Linked DNA regions of Mus musculus: region 2 is linked to region 1. Evidence: chromatin contacts called from public HiChIP or PLAC-seq data. All regions are on one chromosome and are shown on one strand. Each heading gives the region's core, a stretch centred on a gene start, on an enhancer-like site or on the middle of the called end of the contact. The rest is flanking DNA. Distances are from core to core; before and after follow the strand shown. Region 1 holds the start of Tmem115 (transmembrane protein 115). Region 2 overlaps Mapkapk3 (mitogen-activated protein kinase-activated protein kinase 3).

What was found. HiChIP or PLAC-seq counts read pairs in DNA pulled down with a chosen protein or histone mark.
Region 2: a contact with region 1 is called in an H3K4me3 HiChIP or PLAC-seq map of bone marrow-derived macrophages, with 4 times the contacts expected there. The contact joins the enhancer-like site here to the promoter of Tmem115 in region 1. A contact is called at or near these places in 5 of 39 promoter capture datasets (hematopoietic stem and progenitor cells, hippocampal neurons, liver and 1 more), 1 of 484 Hi-C or Micro-C datasets (the G1E-ER4 cell line), 4 of 115 datasets of contacts at active chromatin or transcription factors (the 230-238 cell line, bone marrow-derived macrophages and large pre-B cells) and 2 of 9 other capture datasets (adipose tissue and pancreatic islet).

Annotation. Positions count from the first base shown.
Region 1 is chr9:107,530,472-107,535,506 of GRCm38.p6, reverse strand. Tmem115 (transmembrane protein 115) reads right to left here and starts at 1,562. Exons shown (of 2, transcript NM_019704.2): 1 at 178-1,562. The coding sequence starts at 1,028.
Region 2 is chr9:107,257,933-107,262,857 of GRCm38.p6, reverse strand. It overlaps Mapkapk3 (mitogen-activated protein kinase-activated protein kinase 3), which reads left to right. Exons shown (of 11, transcript NM_178907.3): 4 at 371-435; 5 at 901-980; 6 at 2,690-2,813; 7 at 3,969-4,044; 8 at 4,404-4,528. Among named protein-coding and RNA genes, the nearest start is that of Dock3, 28 kb to the right of the region's middle. Within about 2 kb of position 3,072, at least 41 of the 459 cell types and tissues checked have an H3K27ac peak or open chromatin away from gene starts, as enhancers often do. A contact at or near this core is called in bone marrow-derived macrophages and hippocampal neurons, where this site is marked.

The sequences.
Region 1 (5,035 bases), core at 313-2,812:
GAGTCCAGAAACCTACACATTCAGTTCCCTCGAGGCCAAGACCTGAATCCCTTTTCTGAAGCCGCTCCCAACACCTGCCTGTAGCTCTCCAGCCTATATAGAGCAAACATCTCAATGGCTGGTTATGTGGCCACACCAACAGTCTAGCTACCAAGATTTTAGAGAAGTTCCCAGTACCTTCTGCGCTCCGCATCTTGAGGGTCTGTGCCTGGGAGGCTGATAGTGATGGACGACGGCGCTCCCACATCGTAGCGCTTCACTGTCTTCTGGCATATCTTTACTTTCACCAGGAGGCCGTGCACCAAGTTCGCTAGCAGCCCCACCACCGGTTGCAGGATCTCCGGGAAGAAGGTGGCAAAAGCAAAATGGTCAGCCATGTCCCCTCGGCCCCGGCTATGGCGCTGATAGAAGCGAAGATACACCCAACTGGATAGCAGCCCAAAGCCGTAGGAAGCCAGGGCTGGGCTCTGGAGCAGCGTGGCCAACCGGAGGAGTAGCAGCAACGCCAGCAACAGCATGGGAACGACGCTGACGCGGACCTGGGGCACTCGCAGAACCACACAGTCTCCCATAGTTTGCTTGAGGGCTACCAGAACACCACCTAGGAAACCCAGGGCGCCGTGGATACGAATAGTGAACAGGTAAACCAAGTTGAAGGAAGCCATGTAGGTGAGGAGGTAGGCGAGGGCCCCCAGAAGCCCCACTGACACATTCACCACCGAGAAGAAGATGAGCAGCTCCAAGGCTCCCCAGAGGGGCTCCAGTAATCGCCCGGCCACAACCACTGTGGCCAGGCTAATGGCCACGTCCCACACGTGCTGTTCCATGAGCCCGTGGGTGGCCAGGGTCCAGATCCAGAAGTTGGGTGGGAAAAGGTAGCCTGGGGTGACGGCCAGGCAGCCCGTGTCCACAGCGAAGGAAAGCAGGTAGAGAAACAGTACCACGGCGCACAGTGCCTTCACCACCACGCTGGCGCTGGCCAGGATGGCCCCCAGATGTTGGCGGGCACCAGGTAGGGCGCGTTGCATCTTCCTGGCGGACGTTGGCTTAAGGGAATGTGTGGAAGGTGGCCTAGGGGCCTCCCCGGGGCCTCGTCCCAGTTCGGCCCCGACGGGAGGCCCGGGCCCGGCTACTTCACTGGCTTCTGTTCCGTGGGAAGGCTCTGGTTCCGGTTTGATCCGGTTGTAGTTCCAAAGCGAGGAGAAAGTCTTCTTGCCGGGGACCTGTCGTTAGGCCCTGGGTAGCTTGGGCTCGCCTGCCTGCGGGTTCCGTCGGCCCAGCGGCCAGGCTAGCGTTAATCTCAAGGCTAGGCTTCCTCCATCCACTCTGAGACTCTGCGATCTGCGGGGAACTGGTGCCTCGTTCCGGCCCAAGTCAAGCCCGTTTAGCTCCGGCTGGGCTAGGGTTTTGGCTTGACGGTACCTCCTCCCCTCTCCGGGGCCGACAAACAGGGGCGCCGCGCCTGCGCGCCCCCGCCGGCGGCCGCGGCAGTACGCCCTCTGAGCGCTTGCCTTCCGGCTTCTCGGCATGCTGGGATACGGAGTCCTTGGGACCTAGCCGACCGGTTTCTTCATAGAACCACAAGTCCCAGAAGCTGTGCGCCGACCGGTCCCGTAGAGTGTACGGGCTAGGGAGCTTGGGAGTTGTAGTTTTCAGTGCTTACTCCTCCAGTTCTTAGGAGTTATGGAAGTTGAGATCAGTATTCCTGATGCAGTAAAGGGAGGTGTTAAGTGGGCGGGTTCAAGAGGTAGCACCGCCTTGGGCCACACACACTTGCTCAATTCTTTGGAGGAGATTGGCTCTATTTAGGATTTGTACAGGTACAGCAGTGTCTTTGTAAGCAGGTACATAAGAATGTGAACGGTTCTGATGAGTTGTACCAACGTGTGTGAACTAACCAGAAACTGTCGTCTGGCAAGTGAAGCCTAAGATGGGCTTGTTCAGTCATTTGTAGTCACTGTGTTATTGACCAAGTTCCCCGCTGCAATTTCAGGAGCCTTAAAAATGATGATGATGGCAGGCTCTTCCTATCTTAACGATCAAAGAAGGCAACTGTGTAAACGACTTGCCATTGTTGTATTGGGTGTTCGTTCACATTGTCCTTGTTCCAGCGAATTGTACTTGTAATTGTACATGAACTTTCCACCTAAGGGGGAATAAGGGTCAAGGCTGTGCTACTTCAGCGACTCTTTTCCCACTTGATTCCACTGGACAGAGAAATCTCCCTTGAGCTGGAGCGATGGATTAGCGGTTAAGAGCACTGACTGCTCTTCTAGAGGACCTGGGTTCAATTCCCAGCAACCACATGGCAGCTCATAACTGTAACTCCAGTTCCAGGGTTTCTGACACCCTTACACAGACACACATGCAGGCAAAACACCAATGAACATTAAAGAAAAAATATATTTAAGTCTCTCTATAAGTGCCAAGTTGGTCTAGGCTCAACTTTATGCTATAGTGGCTGTCAACAGGGTGTTTGAGATGTATTTAAAAGTTATTTTATAGCCGGGCGTGGTGGCACACACCTTTAATCCCAGCACTCGGGAGGAAGAGGCAGGTGGATTTCTGAGTTCGAGGCCAGCCTGGTCTACAAAGTGAGTTTTAGGACAGCCAGGGCTATACAGAGAAACCCTGTCTCGACCCTCCCCCACCCCCAAAAAAGTTATTTTATTTACATGTATGTGTGTCTTTGTGTGTATATGCCGTTAAGTGTGCAAGCCACCACAGAGGCCACAGCATGTCGGAAGCTGGATTTCTGAGCCACCAGATGTGGGTGCTGGGGTACAGGTTCTCTGTAAGAGCATCAGGCATTATTAACTATGGAGTCATCTCCCCAACCCTGAGATTTTTGTTATATATATATATATATATATATACACACACATATATATATACACACATATATATGCATATTTTTAAATGTGATTAATTATATTACAAGGGACTTTATTATAAAATCCCCTTTTAGCTATTGATCTCAGTACAACTGCCTGTGTGTTCAAAACTACCTTTCACCTTTTATTTTTGTCTGGGGTTAGGGTTCCTACTGTATGCCATATACCAGTGTTTGCTAAGTTTGACTTAGCAAATCAAAATACAGAGTTACTGGGCAGTGGTGGTTCAAGCCTTTAAGGTTGATCTCTGTGAATTGGAGGCCAGCCTGGTCTACAGAGTTAGCTCTAGGACAGCAAAGGCTATACAAAAAACTCCCTAAAACAAAACCCAAACTAAAAACCAAAACCCAAAACAAAATAGAGTCAAATACTTAATCAGATTTGATTTTTGAATAAACAATTTTCAGGAGAGGGACATCCCATGCCATATTACACACACACACACACACACACACCCCAAAACAAAACAAAACAAAACAAAACAAAACAAAACTAAAACAACTCATTTGTTCCTATAGAAGCAAGAATAAATTTATTCAGAGTACAGTAATAGCACAAATTATAATGACACTGTCAGTAATAACCATGGGCCACAGGGACGATAGTAACCAAGTACCAAAAACCTTATTAAAAAATTATCAGAATCTGGGGCTGGAAAGATGGTTCAGAGGTTAAGAGCATTGGATGCTCTTCCAAAGGACCCTGGCCCAGTTCCCAGCACCCACATGGTGGCTCACAACTGTTTGTAACTCCAGTTCCAGGGCATCTGACATCCTCACACAGAAATACATGCAGGCAAAACACCAATGCTCATAAAATCAATCAATCAATCAATCAATCATTTAAAAATGTCTTAGAGTCTGGGTGGTGGTATTTGCCTATAATCCAGCACTGGGATGGCTGAGGCAGGGGGATCAAGGCCATTTATGGTGATAGAGTGAGTTTGAAGCCAGGCTAGACTACGTGAGACTTTTCAAAAGCAATAAGCAAAGGAACAAACAGACAAATTAACTGCAAATGAGAATTGACTGGACTTTATCTGACAACCCCACTCCAAACCATGTGTGTTGTTCCAAGGCACGGGAACTGTTTTGGGGGCATGAGAGTAGTTCAGACGTGCGTTGCTCTAGGTCAGCCCCTGCAGAGGAGCGAGGGAAACCTCGCCATGGCTAATCCTGGAATGTCCTTTGTCATGTTTAGTATCCAAGTTTTCCTCCAGCCAGCCTAAAAGGCACACAAACACTCTCTTTCTGTCTTTCTGTCTCTGTCTGTCTGTCTGTCTCTGTGTTTCTCTCTCCTGTGTGTGTGTGTGCACACGCGCACGTGCTCGTGTGCACATGTGTATAGTAGTTTGAAATGAATGTTGGATGGTGTCCTCTATCATTTTCTACCCTGTAGGATCCCAGCGAGCAGTCATGGGTGGCCTGGAACTCACTGTGTAGACCAGACTGTTCTCAGACCAACAGACCTGCCTGCTTTGGCTTCCTCAGTGCTGGACTTAAAGGAGCACCACCATTTACCTTCTATTTTGAGAAGGGACTCTCCTCGCTGAGTCTGGAGCTCATGGGTCCAGCTAGGCTTTGGGTTTGATGACCTCTGGGTTTTTGCCTGTCCCCACTCTTCGTGCCTCCCGCCCCCAATGCAGTGGTTACAGTCCACTGCACGGGACTTTTTACACGCGTCCTGAGAAACTGAACTGAGGTCTTCATGTTTGCAGAGCAGGCTCTTTACTAACTGGGACATCTAAGCCCTGCCACTTGAGACTTTGGCTGAACTTATTTTTATTTTGAAGATTCTCGTGTAGCCCCGGCTGCCTTAGAACTCCCTGTACAGCTAAGGATGTCCGTGGACGCCTGTTCCTCCAGCCTCCACTTACCTCACGTGGATTATGGGGCAGGCACCACTAGACCCAGCTTTCACTGATTTTCTTTAAGTCGCCTCACCTGGCGAGACAGAAGGCATTTCTCCTCCCTGGTTGCTCATCTGTGCTATGGGAATCTACTGGTAACCACACTTAAGATCACGAGAACTTAGCTGGACAATTTCCAGAAACACAGAGTGAATGGCTCTCCTGCCCCCAGAGTGGAAGAGATCGAGCATCCAGTTCAGGACTGCCTAGGTTAGTGGCTTAGTTTTCTTCC
Region 2 (4,925 bases), core at 1,823-4,322, 270 kb after region 1:
GTTATATAGCAATGTATATGAAGGGTGGATGGAGCCCAGAGCGTAGCCCACAGGGAGCACTCACAGAGCAGTGGGCCATGAAGATATCAACTGACATCTCATTGTGCATCTGGGGAAATACCCTTCGATGGGGGGTGGGGGGAATAGGTGTTCAAGGTCTCAGAGCCGGCACCACGGGGGAGCATAGGAGTTTCTGGGCAAGGATCCAGGCTCCCCACCTTTTCTTACTTCTGAAAGTTCAGATCAACCCACTCAAGCTGACAGCCATCTGCCATGTTCTCCACGGTACAGGGACCCAGGCCTCTGATCCAGGGCAGAGTGAGTGAGTTGTGGATACTCAGCCCCGCCCCCCTTTCTGCTTGTCTTGCAGCATGGAGGGTGGTGAGCTGTTCAGCAGGATTCAGGAGCGTGGTGACCAGGCTTTCACTGAGAGAGGTTAGTGTGGACCCTGGAACAGTAGGGAATTAGGGCGGAAAGGCTACTCTGGAGTTGCTGTGACATACTAGCCAAGGTCTGCCCCTCGCTACACCTCAAGATTCACTTAAGAACTCAAAAGAGGGAGACGGAATGTCTCATCACCTCACGGGGGTTTGGTTTTTGAATCTGTGACATTGAAGATGAACAATCTGTGGTCTTGAGACTGGGAACTCAAGCTCTTGGCGCTGACCCACTGTGGAACTGATATGAGGCAGTGTAAGGCCCGAGGAAAGAGCCCTCAGGACATCCTCGGAAGAAACTGGAATGTCTGGATGGGGATCTAGGATGGAAGACCTGGGTTGTAGGACTGCCATCTAGTGCTGGCCCGCAGAGACCATGCTCAAGAGAGATTATAGGCTGGGTCCCCTCAGGTCACCTGACTTGTAACTGACACTCCTCTGTCTCCTCTATCTGTACCTGCAGAGGCTGCAGAGATAATGCGGGACATTGGCACTGCCATCCAGTTCTTGCACAGCCGGAACATTGCCCACCGAGATGTCAAGGTGAGCTGACCAAACTCAGCCTGGGAGGGGGGCAAGGAAGGAGTAGGAAGGAGTTACTCAGCCACAGCCCCTGCTGCCCTCCCCTCACACCCCCCCTCCCCCGAAATCCCTGAATTGAAACTAACTTCCTTGCCTCAGCTTCTCAGCTAAGACTGCTCTTCTCTCCTCCCATAGCACAACACACTCATTCTGCTCTCGCCAGATGGACGTCCTTGTTTTCTTCAAACACTGGGCAATCCCAATAGTAATGAGAGTAACTGCCTACTTCCAGCCAGTGGGCCCCCGACAAGCATCTCTTTAATCCTCACCTGGCACTGTGGGATAGGGGCCATATACCCATTTCATAGACAAGTGAACTGAGGCTCTTGGAGAAACTAACTATCTTGCCTTAGGCTGTGAAGTTGCTGCTTTGGGTTCCCTTCATTTGTTCACTTGCTCAGTAAGAAGTTTTATAACTATCTATCTCCGTGCCAGACCTTAGAGAGGGGCTGCCTTATACCATCAGGTCGTCTGTGCAGTTAGAGATATAATTTAAACAAATTTGACCACCAGACAACAGCATTTAAATAGAACAAAACCATTTGCTGGCTATTGGAGGAAGGGATGAACCTAGGCGGACCTAGGGCTGAGCCTGCTTGCCTTCCTGGTGGATGAATTTGAAAGATAGGAAGCATTCTGCTCCAAAATTTCTTTCCTGGGAAAGCTGGGGTTTCCTAGGCAGCCCTACGTTCATATAACCATATGCATGCACACACATAAGCATTTGTGTGTGCGCCACTATTAGCACAGAATCTGTTTGTTCCTCCTCGCCTTTATGCACGAGGCTTACTTCCTCTTACGCCCAGACAGAGGAGAGCAGAGAGACGAGCTGACATGCTCCTCTGGCTGAGGGCTGCCAGCCCGTGCAGTTACCCTTTGATTCAAGGTACACACGCAGCCAAGGCAGACCCACCCTCTAAATAGTACTTTATTTTAGCCCCTGAGTTCTCTTCTTCCTATGGGAAGAGAAGCTGTCTTTGAGCAGAGTATGCTAAATAGATTCTCTGTTTATTCCCATCCAAGGTCAGATCGTCTCAAACAGAACCTACAAAACAACTCCCACTGCATCCAAACTGGAGCACTTTTCTTCCACCTAAGTTTTGCTTGGGCATCATCCCTCCTGCTCTTTGGCATGGACCTAGATCCTACCTGTTCACTGAAAGCCAGTTTTTAGGGCTGCCTCCTCCCTGGAACCCTGCTGGCTGTCCCCATCTGCCAACCCCATCTGTGCTTTGCAGCGAGGAAGATTTCTTCTGTGTAGCTCCTGGGGTCTGAGTTGGGGGCACATGCTTCCCTGAACAGCCTCAAGTGGGCCTGGCCTGCTGACTTTGTGGGCTTGCTTCTGGGCTTGGTGATATTGGCTCATGAGCATCTGCTTTCTACTCCAGCATCTTTCTGGCCTTTCATGGTATTCACCCCAACTCAGGGACAGAAGTTTCTGCCCAGGGGCTTTCTATGGCACCTGATCATTCATGGTCTTGTCTGAGCACCTGCCTCACTTTTCTCTCTGTGAAGGTATCTGTTCCACGTTGTTAGTGATCCAGAGCTTTCCATAAAACAGAGCTGGCTTATCATATATAGGGATGGAGGCATGGAATCTGGAGGAGGGGACTCTGTCCACTCCTGGTACCTTCCTCTATACTAATGCTTTCTTTCTCTTCTGGATACAGCCTGAAAACCTACTCTATACATCCAAGGAGAAGGATGCTGTACTTAAACTCACCGATTTTGGCTTTGCCAAGGAAACCACCCAAAATGCCCTCCAGACACCCTGCTACACTCCCTATTATGTGGGTGAGTCTTTTGCATGTGGCTTGCATCCCCATTGCTGTAGAATGCTATAGGATGGTTAGCCAGAGGGTTGTGGAAACCAAAGAGTTAAAGCCTGGTGAAGAGGGAGGAGGGAGCAGAGGGAGGAGGGAGCACTCTTGTCTGCATGGAGGCGGGTGATGGGGGGGGGGCTGGAGGCTGCAAAAATATTCTTCCAAACTTCAGCTTCTGCTTTTGAAAATAGATCCAGGAAAATTCTGGCTGTGGCCTGTGAGCTGAATGACGTCACAGCAGCTCTAAATATATATGTGATAAAAGGCTGCCATCAGCTCGGGACGGAGCCCAGCCGCAGTTGTTTTTCTCCGGTTTTCATCTTCATATTCAGAAAGTGGGCAGGCCTTTTCTCCTACATTAGAGGGATGCAGGGTACTAGTAACTGCCTTGTGGGAAAGGGTCCCTTGAGCCAGGAATTAGATGGGGCTAGGGGGCATCCACATACTTAATGATTCCTGGGAAAGCTCCTGGCAGGCTCCAGTACATCCTAAGGCCCCTGTAACAAGTGCCCCTGCCTTGAGAGTTGGGCAATGACTGACGTTTGTCCCTTTGGGAGAGCAATTAAGGGTACAAAGCTTCAGAAAGGCCCCTGTTTATCTAGAGTATTCTGCAATACTTTCATGATAAGTCCAGCCCGCTGAGCTCAATGCACTGACTGGAAGACTAAGGCCAATGGATGGGTATCCAAGCTGACTGGAACACAGAACCCTGTGATCCAGGCTGTGCGTTCAGGGAGACACAATGCTGAGAGACACAACACAGAACACGGCTGGCAGACTGGGATCCTCTTCAATGGCGAGGCCTCTCCAAACTTGGGGCTGGCCTTCTCCCTTCCTCTCTCTTACCAAGTTGAGACTGGCAGAGGGGCTGGAAGTAGCTAGGGGTTTGTCTGAAAGCAGCTTTTTTTTTTCTTTCTTTCTTTCTTTTTTTTTTTTTTCTGGTAGCTGTCTCTCCTCCCCCAACTTCACACACATGCTGCCTTCCCAGAAGGTGCCAGACACTAGTCTGCTCTGCCCTATCTCCCAGCCTGGGTACCTGTTCCTCACCTTACCCAGGCTTAAGATTTCTTCCTAGTCCCCAAGACCCTTGGGGCTAAGAGATTTCCTATGCCCTCGGCTTTGGTAGCTCCTGAGGTCCTGGGTCCAGAGAAGTATGACAAGTCCTGTGATATGTGGTCCCTGGGCGTCATCATGTACATCCTGTGAGTACCACTCCCCACCCCCCACCCCCGCAACCCTGCCTCAACCTTCTGCTTCTACCTTTCCATGAGCTATTTCAGCTTCTCACTCCCTGTGTCCCTAGGGAGGGACTTTTTTACGAGTCATCCCTTGGCCAGGTTGTCTTTTGTTTCCTGTGTTGTTAGATACAGGCCTTGAAACTGCCTGCGGGCTTCCTCATGTCAAGGCTGATGGCATTCCTGGGATGTGTTCAAGAGTCCACAGGGCTGGTATTATTGCTGTGGTGTCTGGAAGCCTGTCTCCCTAGTGAAAAGGAGAGAATGGCTCTGTTTGACCCTTGTGTGCCCAACCCTTGTGCCAAACGACCTCTTCTCTTTGCCAGTTTGTGTGGATTCCCACCCTTCTACTCCAACACCGGCCAGGCCATCTCTCCAGGAATGAAAAGAAGGATTCGCTTGGGCCAGTATAGCTTCCCTAACCCTGAATGGTTAGATGTCTCTGAGGATGGTTAGTAAGCTTCTCTACTCAACCTGGCCCCTTCAACCTTCATTCTGGGAGATATAATTTTTTGTTGTTTTATAAAATGGCGGTGGAAGTGGGTGGTGGACCCTGCCAAGGTGTCTCCCTGAACAATCAAACTATGTGGGGAAGGGGCAGGGGTGGAGGGGGAGAGAGAGAGAGAGAGAGAGAGAGAGAGAGAGAGAGAGAGAGAGAGAGGATGGAGAGAAAGAAGCCAAACAGAGCAAGGTTCATACCTGGCAGGTAGCTATTGCTGGGTAAATGTTGGGTGGAGCCTAGAGGAAATGCTAACACCTTTGGCAGTCAAACTGACTTGTGTTCAAATCCTCACTATTCAAACCTAGACAAGTCATCTGAACTTTTCAAAGTCTCAGTTTTTATATTT